Linked DNA regions of Callithrix jacchus: region 2 is linked to region 1. A link is a contact called in public Hi-C data. All regions are on one chromosome and are shown on one strand. The core of a region is the stretch at or near the end of the contact, and the rest is flanking DNA. Distances in the headings are between cores, read along the strand shown. Region 1 holds the start of BPIFC (BPI fold containing family C). Region 2 holds the start of SLC5A4 (solute carrier family 5 member 4).

Region 1 (6,989 bases), core at 1,296-3,795:
AAAATTAGTGAAATAGAAGCCATTCCTGTTTGTCAGAAAACAAGCAGCCCTGTTTCTGTTTTCAAAATGCTTTGATAAGCAAAAAGTTGAAACTCTGCCACTAGCCCACAAAAACACCATCCCAACTTTGGCAGAAAAAGGAAAAACACCTCAAATGAACTACATGTTTATGGGTCATTTGTCACAGCAAAAGGTTGCTTTTTTAAACAGCATCTAGTACAATGTACATTCAAATATCTGTAGAAAAGGTCATGGTCTGCTTAATAAATATACCAGCTTTTCCTCCCACTTTAGAAAACGGGAAAAGCTATTTCTAAAGAAATATGTAGTTTTCCAGGGTTCTATCTCTGAAATTGGGGAGTTAAGAGGAGTATTTAATTCCAGGAAATGAAATTCTAGAAACTCCAGGCTTTTTAAAAGTATTTCATGGCTGCTCTGCCTATGGAGTGGCCATTCTTTTCTTCCTTTACTTTCTAAATAAACTTGCTTTCACTTTTCTCTTAAAAAACAAAAATGAAACAAAAGTATTTTATGACAATCCTAGATCCACTTGCTCAGTATTTTTAAAATAATATCATATGGACATATTTTAAAACTGCTCACTTAGTAGAAGATGAGTATACTTTCAGAAAAAAAGAGTTTACTTTCACAAGTTGATGCTTAAATTCTTTCCAGGTAAGCAGCCTCAACTGTAAAAACAAATCTGAAAGAGAAACCAACTTGCCCCTTTGGGCAAACAGCCATATTGAGTTTCACATCTTTTCAGGACTGCCTAATTTAAAAACAATAAAATATATATACACCTTTAAAAGATAAGTTAATTTTGAAGATTTATTCAATCTTCTACTGGTAACCTACTGGTAATGATGCCAATATGGAAAACACACAGGTTTAACAAGAAATAACAGTAGGCATGTCACTTACTATAATGTTTAAAAGGAGTTATGTCAGCATCTTATTTAAGGTTTTTGTTTGTTTTTTAATCTGGAAGAAAACAGGCTTACTTTCAACCTAATAATGTCTTAACCTGAAAAATGAAAGGGTGAGAAGTTTGGAATAACGGCCTCATATTATGCAATCCCTAAAAATAAGGTGAAAACGGGGAACATTGTTATTTTTCCTCAGCACACTCAAGTTTCAACTTCACTAGCTCAGTATTTGAAGAAGACCACTCTTACACTGTCACTTTACTCCCAGATTATTGTCTCCCCCAAAAAAATATCTTTTGGGGAAACAAAGCACCTTATCTGGAGTCCCATAAACGAATAACCGAATATGATCCTTTCTCAACTTTATGCCCCCAAACTGCAAGCTCTCAAGAGCAACGTTTTCCTCAGTTTTAACAAAAAGCAACATTTCGCCCAGGAAAATCGAATGGTCTGAAAGACGACTACACGCTGTACTTTCTAAAACTTTTCAGCAGCAGCTAAGTCCAAGCACTCACCGCGGTGCCTGGTGCACGAACCACTCTAACAGAGTCCTAAAATTGCTGCAGCTTCACAGCAGCGATAAAAGCTGCCTCCGATGGAGGGCAGATTTTTAACTTGTAGCAATTTCCAAACTTTTTCATTGAAATACTCCAACAGCTGAAGAAATTAACTCGGACCCCCGACAGTCCAGAAAGGTTTAACCTAAGCCAAGCTCATCATTTCCAACTTGAAATTTAACCAGTTGTGGGAACTGTGAGTTCACTCTTCTCCCTGGTTTCGTGTACTGCAAAACCAGAAGCCATGACTCACCAAGCAGAGGACCAGAGCCCCCAAGAGGCTGGGCCATGTTCTCCAGGAGCCGGACCACCGACGACCACCTGCGCGTCCAGTCGCCGGCAGCCTAGGGCTCCGCGACGCTCGGGAGAGCCCGGGCCTCACGTGATGGCCCCGGGGCGTCCACGCATCTAGCCTAGCGCCCGGCCACGCCCGCGCCGGCAGCCCACAGATGACTCCAAGCCGCCCAGCACCCACCTCGAGCACTCCCCACTACCCACGGGCCGCTCCGCCCCCGGCACCCGCCTACCTGTAGCCCCAGGTGGGAAGCAGGGCCAGGCTCAGGTGCGTGCGCAGCTGCCCCAGCGTCGGCTCCGCCTCTGGCACCTCCACCTGCTGGGTCCGTTTCTCAAGCCGTACCCGCAGCTTCATGACGGCGGCGGGATCCGCGAGGATCCTGGACCCAGAGGCGGCGACGGGGACAGCGGGGGGGCCGAGCCGCTCCTGCTTCAAACGGCTGCGACCCCGGAGTGGCGACTACGGAGCTGAGGGATTGCTGAGGCGGAAAGGGGAAAGAGCCCCACTACGGTGGCCGCCCTGCTGGCCGGTCTCTGGAATGTGAGCACCCGCCCCTCTCCTGAGGGCGCCCCCTGGAGCCGACCCCGAGAGCGGGCGGCAGGCAGGCGGCTTACAGGAGCCTGGCCGCGGGACTTGCGGGGGGGTGGGAAATTGACCGATCGATGACTCGGCGCGCAACGGCTCTACCTGATAGCATGGGCACAGTGCGCAGGCGCCGAGATGCAGCTTTACGTTGGCTTCCCAGCTCTTCCGCCGCGGTGAATGAGACTTCCTGAACTTGCTAACGTGGAGCAACCGTGGTGCTGTTAGGGATGCTGCAGACAATAATACAGTCGTAACTCCCCGGGACCTAGTGTCACGCCATTTCTTCCGCGGCCCCCAGCTCCAGCGGCATCTGCTCTGAGAAGACTTAGGTTAAAAGTCCTTAGGTTGGCCGGGCTCAGTGGCTCACGCCTGTAACCCCGACATTTTGGGAGGCCGAGGCGGGTGGATCACTTGAGCCCAGGAGTTCGAGACCAGCCTGGGCAACATGGCGAGACCCCGTCTCTACAAAAACTTAGGCGTAGTGGTGCGTGCCTGTAATCCCAGTTACTTGGGTGGCTGAGGCGGGAGGGTCGATTGAGTCCAGAGGTTGAGGCCTCAGTGATGGCACCACTGCACCTCAGCCTGGTTCCACAGAACGAGACCCTGCCTTTAAAAAAAAGTAGAGCTGTTTGTAGGCGGTGCTCTATGTTGGACAGTTTATTAGAAATCTGTTGCTGCATAACAATCACCCCAAAGTTTAATTCCATAAACATTTGTTGTCCCACAGGTTTTAGAGGTCAGGGATTTGCGGATACGTAGCTGGGTGGTTCTGTCTCCAGGCCTCCCATGAGGTTACAGTCAGGGTGTAGGCCAGGGCAGCAGTTATTGGCTAGGGCCAGAGGATCGGCGTCCAGGATGACACAGGACTGTTGGCTGGAGACCTGTTTTTCACCACATGAACCTCCCCATAGGGCTGTTTGAGTGTCCCTATGACACGGCAGCTGGCTTCCCTCAGAGCAAGTGATTCCAGAGAGACCAAAGCATAAGCCACAATGTTTTTTATTACCTAGCTCCAGAGGTCACATATGGCTATTGTCATATTTACAAACCAACCTTCTGTGAATCCACCAAAGGCATGAATGCCAATAGACTGGGATTGCTGCTGGCCATTCTGGAGGCTGACTACCATAGAGGGTCTAACTAATGATAACTTAGATGAGAAAGAATAATCAAGTTTCATCCTTGTATGATAACCATAGTCCAAATCCTTGTAAGAGTCACAAAACGTTTCTACCAGTAGGTGGCAGCACTTGTCCACATCGCGCCCTTCATTCTGCAAATAAATATGTACTGTCTACTTTGTAACAGATGCTCCACATGCTGGAGACTCACAAAAAGACGTGTTTCTGCCCACGCAAAGTGTATAGCTGAGTGAATCAGCTCTTGCAGTAGAGTGTAAAAAGTCTCTCCTTTATGATAGACATAAATACAGACCTGAGGATTGGGGTACAGAGAGGAGGGTTGCTGTGCCTTAGGATTTTTTTTCCTCCCTAGACAGTCTCACTCTGTCGTCCAGGCAGGAGTGCAGCAGTGCGATCTCGGCTCACTGCAACCTCTGCCTCCCGGGTTCAAGCAGTTCTTTGCCTCAGTCTCCAGAGTAGCTGTGATTACAGGCGCGTGCCACCACGCCCAGCTAATTTGTATATTTTTAGTAGAGACGGGGGTTTCACCATCTTGGCCAGGCTGGTCTTGAACTCCTGACCTCGTGATCGACCCGCCTCGGCCTCCCAAAATGCTGGGATTACAGGCATGAGCCACCGGGCCCCGCCAAGGATTCTTTAGTAGTGAGCAATGAGGAATGGTGGCAGGACCAGGAAGACTGTATGACCAGAGTGATGGATAGTATAGGTACATCCCAGATAAAGAACCTTGGGCTAAGTAGAGGGTTTGGGACATATTCTAGAATGTATGGAAAGCCACTAGACAGTCTTTAGAAGGGGAGTCTTTACGCTCAGGTTCTTAATTTTCAGCAATAGAAGCTGGCTCTGGCTGACTAAGCAGAAAAGGTGTGCATTAAAAGGATGCTGTGGCCAGGCACAGTGGCTCACGTCTGTAATCCCAGCACTTTGGGAGGCCGAGGTAAGTGGATCACGAGGTCGAGAGATGGAGACCATCCTGACCAACATGGTGAAACCCCGTCTCTACTGAAATACAAAAATTAGCTGGGCATGGTGGCGCACCTGTAGTCCCAACTACTCGGGAGGCTGAGGCAGGAGAATTGCTTGAACCTGGGAGGTGGAGGTTTCTGTCTCAAAAAAAAAAAAACAAAACGATGCTGTATAGCTCGGAATTCTAGGGAGGATGGAGAAATGGCCCCAGGCTAAGCTTCCAAGAATGAAGCTCAGAACCAAGCTGAATACTGGCCTGATGAGGAAACTACTATGACTGGGATTGCTGCTGGAGGAAACTGCCATCACCACTGCTGAGAATCACTGGGGAATGGCTGCCACTGCCATTGCTAACATCAAATGCCACATGCTGTTGCAGCCTCCTACAAAATGCCAAACTTCCAGAAGAGTCTGTTTCTTCACCTTGCTCACTTCCACATAAAAAGCTCATAGGGGGATATGATTGAGGAAGTCTGGCACCTGAGACACCTGAGTCCTGGCTACAAAGGAGACTGGGAATTGGGGTCTGAACTCCTTCCTTGGGGAGGCAGGATACAGAATATGGGAATTCCCCGCCCTCCCAAAAGGGAAGGCTATTCAGAAGATGGTAGGAAGCCATGAATCTGACAGGTGTACACTACTAAGGGCAGGCTAAGATCTGTAACGTGAATCTATCACTAGAGAATGTAATAGGATGTGGGGGTTAGATGGAGGTTTCTCAGCCTCAGCACTATTGACATTTTGGACCACGTAAGTCTTTGTTGTGAGAGGCTGTTCTGTGCATAGAATGTTTAGCAACATCCATGGTCTCTATCCGCAAAATGCTAGTAGAACCCTCCTTAGTTGTAACATCCAAAGATGCCAAATATTCCCTGGGAGTAAAAGCCACCTTGAGAACCACTGGATTAGAGACCAGCTCTGTCTTTTCAGGAAAAAATTTTTTTAAATCAGCCAAGCATGTTGGTGTGCGCTTACAGTCCCAGTTAACTAGTGAGGCTTAGGTGGGAGAATGCTGGAGCCTGGGAGAATGCTGAAGCCTGGGAGGTTGAGGCTGCAGTGAGCCATGATCACAGCACTGCACTCCAGCTTGGGTGACAGAGTAAGACCCTATCTCAAAAACTAAAAATTAGAGATAAAAAGAGTGAGAGGGAGACGGGGACAAAGTTGGGGGGGGTGCGATAAGAATTTTCCCAATTTGATCTGTAAACTTCAGTAATTATTTAACTCTTTTATCACAAGAATGTGTTCACATATTTATTGGATAGTTAAGAAAAATGTTATTAGGAATATTAGCATCTGATCACAGAGAGAAATGCTGTTTTCTGCTGCAAGGGTTAGATAGAATACTTGCATATACTTCATTTCAGTGGCTCTCAACTGCGGTGACTTTGCCTAACAGGAGACGTTTGACATAGTCTAGAAACATTTTGTCACAACTAGGGTAAGAGGTTGTGGTGCTAATAGTGGTAGGGATGCTGCTAAACATTCTTGTATTTATTTATTTGTTTTTGAGATAAAGTCTTGCTCTGTTGCCCAGATTGGAGTGCAGTGGCACAATCTCGGCTCACTGCAACCTCTGCCTCCAGGGTTCAAGCCATTCTCCTGCCTCAGCCTCCCAAGTAGTTGGGACTACAGGCGTGTGCCACTACACCTGGCTGGTTTTTGTATTTATAGTAGAGACAAGGTTTCACCTCGTTGGCCAGGCTGGTCTTGAACTCCTGACCTCAAGTGATCCGCCTGCCTTGGCCTCCCAAAGTGCTGGGATTACAGTCATTAGCCACCAGGCCTGGCCTGCTAAACATTTTATAATAGACAGGACAGCCCCCTACAACCAAGAATTATGTAGCTCCAAATGCCAACAGGGCCAAAGTAGGGAAATCTTGGTTTACTTCAATTAGGCTCACACCATTGATTCCCAGATGTTTCAGAGTAATATCATGCTATCTTGTTTGTTTGGTTCCATAATATTCTTCATGTCTCAAAAAGTCATACATATATGCATTTAAATTTTAGCATGAATTTAAACTCATTTTGAACTGCAATAATATAAAGTGACTCCCTTTTAGATAACTAGTAACGATGGAAGGAACTGATGTGAGTAGGTTCATTTGTCAAAACCAAAAGCGCGTCACTGCTGTAAACCATTCCAGAGTGTGAATGGTGGGAGGAGTCACTGCCTGGCTCAGTCATTGACATCCACCCAGAAACATCATTACACAGGTATCAATGGAGTGTGGCCTGGGACAGGGCAGGGACAAGAGAAGGAGCTGCTGCTGGGTGACAGGATGATTCTGCCAGACTTCCCTCCCAGGGTGAACTGTAAGATGACTCATCACCTCCAGAGCCACATGAATTCCAGGCAGCTTCCTCTGGTTAGAAATAAAACTAGCTATTTCAAACAAACACATACATCTGAGCTACAGAGATTCAATTAGCAGCTCAGAGAACCAGATGGGTTGCCCAGCAGCAGCATCCTTCTCACTTCCCACCTTCTGCGTACCCTGGGTTGTGGATT
Region 2 (7,054 bases), core at 4,338-6,837, 160 kb after region 1:
GTGGCGCAGTCTCGGCTCACTGCAACCTCTGCCTCCCAGGTTCAAGCAATTCTTCTGCCTTGGTCTCCTGAGTAGCTAGGATTACAGGTATGTGCCACCATGCCTGGCTAATTTTTTGTATTTTTAGTAGAAGTGGGGTTTCTCCATGTTGATCAGGTTGGTCTCGAACTCCTGACCTCAGGTAATCTGCCCACGTCAGCCTCCCGAAGTGCTGGGATTACAGGTGTGAGCCACCGCACCTGGCTTTCACATGCCTCTTTACCCAACTGGAAGTGGACACAAGCAGAGTCCAAACCCGGATGCAGAGACCCAAACCCCACTCCTGGGAGCAATAACCCTATCCTGATAGGAGAGTGGGGGGTTAACACCCACAGAGGCCCATCACCACTTTTTTTCCCAGAGTGCCCAGTTCCAAGATCCTCACTTATCAAAGGATCCTCTCTTGATACAGAGGATCTGGTTTTTAGGTCTGATTCTGGGTTTTCCTTTGTTCTGTGTGGCCCATGGATGGGCAGGTAACTGCAGTTTCTTGCTGTTGGCACTGACTTGGGAAAAGTCTGTCCTCCAGCCACTGATAGCTCCAGAGCAGTTGAGAAAACTGGCCTGTGAGCAGGTCCACGGGAGGACCCAAGACCGATGGGTTTTGGAGATCCTGAGCTCTAAGGACCTGCCTTGGAGCTGAACCAGTTGAACACCTGAATCAATGTATCTCCGCGATTCAGTCGGGGTTCAAGCATAGAAACAGAAACACCAGGACATAGAGATGAAGAGATTTGTCTCAGATGTCGAACTGATGTGATTGTGGGAACTATTTAAGAAGGTTCAGGCTGGGCGCGGTGGCTCATGCCTGTAATCCCAGCACTTTGGGAGGCCAAGACGGGCGGATCACTTGAGCACACGAGGCAATACCCCATCTCAACAAAAAATACAAAACTCAGCCAAGCGTGGTGGCGTATGCATGTAATCCCAGCACTTTGGGAGGCCAAGATAAGAGGATTACTTGAGGTCAGGAGTTTAAGACTAGCCTGGGCAATATGGCAAAACCCCATTCCTACGAAAAATACAAAAATTAGCTGGGCATGGTGGCATGCACTTGTAGTCCTAGCTACTCAGGAGGCTGAGGTAGGACGATTTCTAGAGCCCAGGAAGCAAAGGTTGCAGTGAGCTGAGATCACACCAATACACTCCAGCCTGGGTGACAGAGCGCAGTGGCTCACACCTGTAATCCAAGCACTTTGGGACCTCTGCTTCCTGAGCTCAGGTGATTCTTCCACCTCAGTCTCCTGAGTAGCTGGAATTACAGAAGTGTGCCACCATGCCTGGCTGGTTTTTCTTCTCTTATTTTGAGACAGAGTCTTGCTCTGTCACCCAGGCTGGAGTGCAGTGGTGCCATCTCAGCCCACTGCAACCTCCGCCTCCTAAGTTCAAGCTATTCTCCTGCCTCAGCCTTCTGAGGAGCTGGGACTGCTGGCACATGCCACCATGCCCAGCTAATTTTTTGTATTTTTAGTAGAGACAGGGTTTCACTGTGTTAGCCAAGATGGTTTCAATATTCTGACCAAGGATCCACCCGCCTTGGTCTCCCAAAGTGCTGAGATTACAGGCGTGAGCCACTGTACCCGGGGCCTGGCTGATTTTTCTATTTTTAGTAGAGACAGGGTTTCGCCATATTGCCCAGGCTGGTCTCGAACTCCTGGGCTCAAGTGATCCACCTACCCTGGCCTCCCAAAATGTTGGGATTACAGGCGTGAGCCACTGCACCCGGCCGAGCGTGGGCTTTTTCAGTGTATTGGTGGAGGGTAGTTCAGCACAGGGGTACCTGAGAGAGCAGGGCCCTTCAAGAAGGAACCTGTGGTGTGCAGCCAGGACAGGCTGAACAGAAATTTGCTGCTAGGAAGACCAGAGATGGTGTACTGAGGACATCTGGAGCAAGGATAGGTGGGGGCAAAGGCTGGGGTTCCCGGCAGGCTCTAGGCCCCTCTGCTCTAGGGGCTGTGCCAGGCCTGGGCTGGGCGGGAGGGACAGGAAGCTGCCTGCCCTCAGCAAGCAGGTGGAGGCTGGTGTTCCTGAGGCTGTGGACAAAAGCACCTCCTGCCTCCTTTTAGAAAGGCTCTGTGGCAACTTTTAGAGATCTGCAGAATGAAAACAAAAACCAGCAAGGAAGCAGAGACTGGAGTAGAGGAATAGTAATCACAGAGGAAGAAGAGTGTGGAAAGGCTGGGAATGTGTACAGAAAGGCAGAGCATCCTGGCCTGCACAAGGATGGCATTTGAAGGAACGGTGGCTGTTAGTGGCACCTGTGCGCCCTCTAGTGGGCGCAGAGGGAAAGGATACGTAATTTGTTGTATTCACGCACCAGTTCCTTGCGGAGGGAGGACGGTAAGGACGTTGCTCTGAGATTCTGGGTGTCAGAAAGGGGAAGGGACTTGCTGAGGGTCACAGAATGCCAGTGGCAGGGGTCACAGTGGTCATTTCACGAGACCGCACGAACTCTCAGTCTTCTGGGATCGGATGAAACCACATGAGGCAGGCAGGGATGAGTGGAGAAGAAAGCCCCGGCCCTGCCGTCATCAGTCCAGGCCTTGCCTCCCCGCTCTGCCCATTGCTGCTGTGGGAAGTTGGAACGTCCCTCAACTTCTCAGGGCTTCAGTGTCTTCATCTGCAAAATGGGATTATCTTAGCATCTACCTATCGAGAACGGTGAGAATTAAATGAAGTGACGATGTCAAGGGCATATGAGGATGTTTGGCACATGGTGGGTGCAGAGTTCTCAGGGAAGAGAAACTGAAGTCCAAAGTACTGGACAGGCTGGGCACGGTGGCTCATGCCTGCAATCCCAGCACTTTGGGAGGCCGAAGCAGGCAGATCACCTGAGGTCAGGAATTTGAGACCAGCCTGGCTAACATGGTGAAACCCCGTTTCTACTAAAAATACAAAAATTAGCCAGGCATGGGGGCGTGGGCCTGATCCCAGCTACCACTCGGGAGGCTGAGGCAGGAGAATTGGTTGAACCCAGGAGGTGGAGATTGCAGGGACAAGAGCAAAACTGTCTCGAAAACAAAAATCTGGAGAGTCCTGTCTCCACCAGCCAGCTCAAATCAGGCAGGGTATAAAAAGAGAAGCATTTGGGGGAAAATTTTAAAGTGTCCTGGCTGGGCACAGTGGCACACACCTGTGGTCCTAGAACTTTGGAGGCTGAAGCAGGAGGATTGCTGGAGGCTAGGAGTTTGAGACCAGCCTGGGCAACATAGTGAGACTTCATCTCTTAAAAAAATAAATAAATAAATAGGGTCCAGGTGTGGTGGCTCATGCCTGTAATCTAGCATTTTGGGAGGCCAAGGCAGGCAGATCATTTGAGGTCAGGAGTTGGAGGACACCTTGGCCAATACGGTGAAACCCGGTCTCTACTAAAAATACAAAAATTAGCTGGGTGTGGTAGTGGGCACCTGTAATCCCAGCTACTCGGGAGGCTGAGACAGGAGAATCGCTTGAACCTGAGAGGAGTAGTAGGAGGCAGTGAGCTGAGATTGCGCCACTGCACTCCAGTCTGGGCAAAAGGAATGAGATTCCTTTTCAAAATAAATAAATAAAAATAAAAACCAGAAGGTGGTATTATTGTCAGCAAGTGTGTATTTCTTGTGAGGAAGCGAACGTGCTCTCTCTCTCCAGGCTGTGCTCCCCCCATCCTGGGGCAAGGAGCTCCTGCTGGGCCTGGGGTCTCGGAGGGCCAGGGCAGCCACACATGCCCCAGGTGTGGCTGTTCCAGTGCAGCTGTCAGCATTTGATGGTGTGGATGACTCTAGCAGTGTGGCTAGCTGGGTTTAGTGATGGGGGCAGAGAGTGAAGTTCCCTTAGAGACCTGCTTCCCCCTCCCACCCCCGCTTCTGTCACCCACCTCTGCAAGGTGTAATTATCCAACCTTTCACATCGAGCTATACTTCCTCTTACTAGTATTACACTTTTAGCTCTCCTGCCAGACCAAGCTGTGGGAGAGAAGGTCCAGGCCCTCACGGAAGTAGGGGAGAAATCAGTTCTGCCCACTGGTCATTTCCTTATCTCTACTTGGAGACTGTCACGGAATTGTTGGGAGAGTTTAATGAATTAATATCCGGAAGAGCTTCACACAGTGCCTGGCTGATGGTTAACTATTAGTAACAGTCTCATCCTTCATGGTTCAGGTTGGGTGTCACTTCCTCCAGGAAGCCTTCCCTGACTTTCCCAGGCTGATTTTGGTGCTGGCATCCCCTGTGCCTCTGTGGTACTACTATCATGCTGAGTTATAATTGTCCCTTTATTTGTCTTTCTCCCATACTCAACAATGAGCCCCCAAGGGGGGGTTGTGCCATATGCTGTTCACTGTTGTATCCCCAGTGTGCCTGGCTCAGGTGGGAGTGGCAATTATATTTTAGGTGAATGAGTGGGACTCATAAGAGGTGGGGCTCTGGGACCAGGCCCTCAGCCCTGTCACTCACATGCTATTTGATTTAAGTTCTCAGAGTTAAAGTTCCCCCCAAGGTGAAATGGAGCTAAAACAACCCCTTCTTCATGGGGCTGAGGTCAGGAGCAAATGAGATTTTCTGCACACTACCTGGCACACTACGTGTTCCATAAACATTCACTGTTGTTCTGCAGTTCCTGATTAAATACCCTCTACTTGGCCAGCTGTGGTGGCTCACGCCAGTAATCCCAACACTTTGAGAGGCCGAGGTGGGCGGATCACAAGGTCGGGAGATCGAGACCATCCTAGCCAGCATGGCAAAACCCCGTCTCTGCTAAAAATTAGCCAGGCATGGTGGTGCACAACTGCAGACCCAGCTACTCAAGAGGCTGAGGCAGGAGGATTGCTTGACCGCAGCGGGCAGAGTCTCCAAAAGAAAAACAAGAATGGAAAGGTCCAAACTAGAGCTTTCAAAAGCCTAGTTTGGACAGAGCGAGACGCCTCTCTTTAAAAAAAAAAAAAAAAAAAAAAAAAAGGCTGGGTGCAGTGACTCATGCCTGTAATCCCAGCACTTTGGGAGGCCAAGGTGGGAGGATCTCTTGAGTCCATGAATTTGAGACTAGCCTGGGCAATATAGTGAGACAGACTCTAAAATAAATAAATAAATAAATAAATAAAACAATAACAATTAGCCGGGAGTAGTGGTGCACACCTGTGGTCCCAGCTGCTTGGGAGGCTGAGGTGAGAGGATCGCCTGAGCCTGGGTGGCAGAGGTTGCAGTGAGCCCAGATCTTCCAGTCACTGCACACTCTAGCTTGGGCGACAGAACAAGACCCTGTCTCAAACAAAAAAAAAAAGTAAGTGACCTTGAGCAAAACCCTGCCCCTCTTAGAACCTCAGACTTACTGTCTTTACACAGAAGACGGACTTCAAAGTCCCTACGTCCTTGCCCGCTCGCATCACGCTGAATTAGTTAGCGGACTGGGTTTCCAAGGGCTCTGGGGAAGACTGCAGCATAGCATCGCCGCGGCTGCCGAGGGGTTAATACCGGTGGGCTCCGCAGCTTTTTTGCCCCGCCCCACGAGCACTACCCCGGCCTGGGTCTTACCCTTAACCCCGCCTTCAGGCCTTGCGTCCACCGGAAGTGCCCGAGCGTAGACAGCTCACTTCCGCCCGGCAGTTAATAGCTACCAGGCTCGGAGCTGCCAGGAGTCCGGAGACGCCGGGAGGCCGCGGTCATTTTGGTACCAAGCTGAACCGATCCGTGACTCCAGGAGCCGTTGGGACCTGCAGGTAAGGAAGCGGGGACCCGGGCGAGGCAGGAGAAGTGGGGCGGGGAGTCGAGGGTCCTAGGTGAGGAGTTTGCGGGGTCACATGACGCGGCGCTGCAGGGAGCGCGAGCGGCGTACCCAGCGGGAGACGGAAGGGCTGCGGGTTCATTCGTACATTCGCGCTCACTTGGCCGCCGGCCTGTTCCCCGACCGTCCCAGATCCACAGCCCCGCCTGGGGCTCCCGCCAGGCAGACTCCTGGACTCAGGCCCTGAGGAGCCCGCCTCTGGCTGGAGGGAAAACTCTTCGGGCTTTGGTTTCCTCTTTCAGACTCACCCCCATGGCTGTCCTGAGGCCTCCTCGTTGTTCAGGGCGTTATCTCTTTGCCAAGGTTCAAAATGAAGAAAAAAAGAAAACGGTTCCGTGCGGGCTTTGTTTTGTCTGTTGGATTCTCTAAAACAAGTTGACTGAATGGGGACACGTGTGATAAGGCTGCAGAATAACGAGGGAGATGCTTGCTAGTGGCTATCGAGCGCCTACTGTGTACCGGGCACTGTGCTAAGCACTTCCCTTGCAGTGCCACATTTACACTTCACAGCAACCTTTGTGGGAATTAAATATCCCCATTTTATCCACGAGGACACTGAGGCACAGAGCGATTCAATCACATGTGTACGGTCATTCAGGTAGTAGAGGCAAGGTCAGATTTCCTGCCCAGGTTCTCAGGGACCTGCAAGTACAGAGCTAAAGGGAAGCATGGAGTAAGGTTGGGGTGTAGGGGATATTTAAGACTTCTAGCTGCCGTTGTAATTATTTGGATTTGTGTCAGGATGTAGCCGTATTGCTTCTTGTCTGATCTTCGGAAGGGGCATCTGATTCACTTTCTTTAGGATAAAACAATCCTGCAGGCTGTTAGGAGTGATGCCTTTCAGGGCAAGAGTCTTAAGTTTTTCCTGACTTTTGGGAACTGTAAGACACAGAACAGGCTATCCATGAAAGCTGAAGACATCCAGAACCTTCTCTTCAGAGTGGTTGAACAGCATTCCTCTCAATGTAAAGAGAGGGGAACCACATGACCTCTAGGGGCTCTTTTGGTCCTAGGTTCTGGAAGAAGGTACCCAGAGGAAGAGTCTTTACCTTTCTAAGACATAGGCAAGCCCCATGACTTCTTGCCTGGACAGAGCACCTCTTACTTGGGAGTGGTGAGATGGTTTGTTGGCTGGAGGACTAGGCCATGTGAATCTGAGCCTCATTCCTTTGCAGATATTAGCTTGCTTCAGTTCTGCCTCCGTTTCCCTGACATCAACAAGAGAAAGACCTGCCACCTTCCTGTCTACTCCTAGGGG

Evidence for each region. Hi-C and Micro-C count contacts between places; a contact is called where the count stands out from the background.
Region 2: a contact with region 1 is called in a Hi-C map of skeletal muscle, with 4 times the contacts expected there. The contact joins the promoter of SLC5A4 here to the promoter of BPIFC in region 1. A contact is called at or near these places in 2 of 3 Hi-C or Micro-C datasets (both in skeletal muscle).

What each region holds. Positions count from the first base shown.
Region 1 is chr1:203,544,774-203,551,762 of calJac240_pri, forward strand. It overlaps BPIFC (BPI fold containing family C), which reads left to right and starts at 2,546. Exons shown (of 20, transcript XM_054240628.2): 1 at 2,546-2,850; 2 at 4,337-4,445. It overlaps FBXO7 (F-box protein 7), which reads right to left and starts at 2,418. Exons shown (of 8, transcript XM_078339171.1): 1 at 2,014-2,418. The coding sequence starts at 2,135.
Region 2 is chr1:203,697,820-203,704,873 of calJac240_pri, forward strand. SLC5A4 (solute carrier family 5 member 4) reads right to left here and starts at 5,588. Exons shown (of 15, transcript XM_035270719.3): 1 at 5,547-5,588. LOC103790434 (a long non-coding RNA gene) reads left to right here and starts at 5,617. Exons shown (of 4, transcript XR_004732933.3): 1 at 5,617-5,731.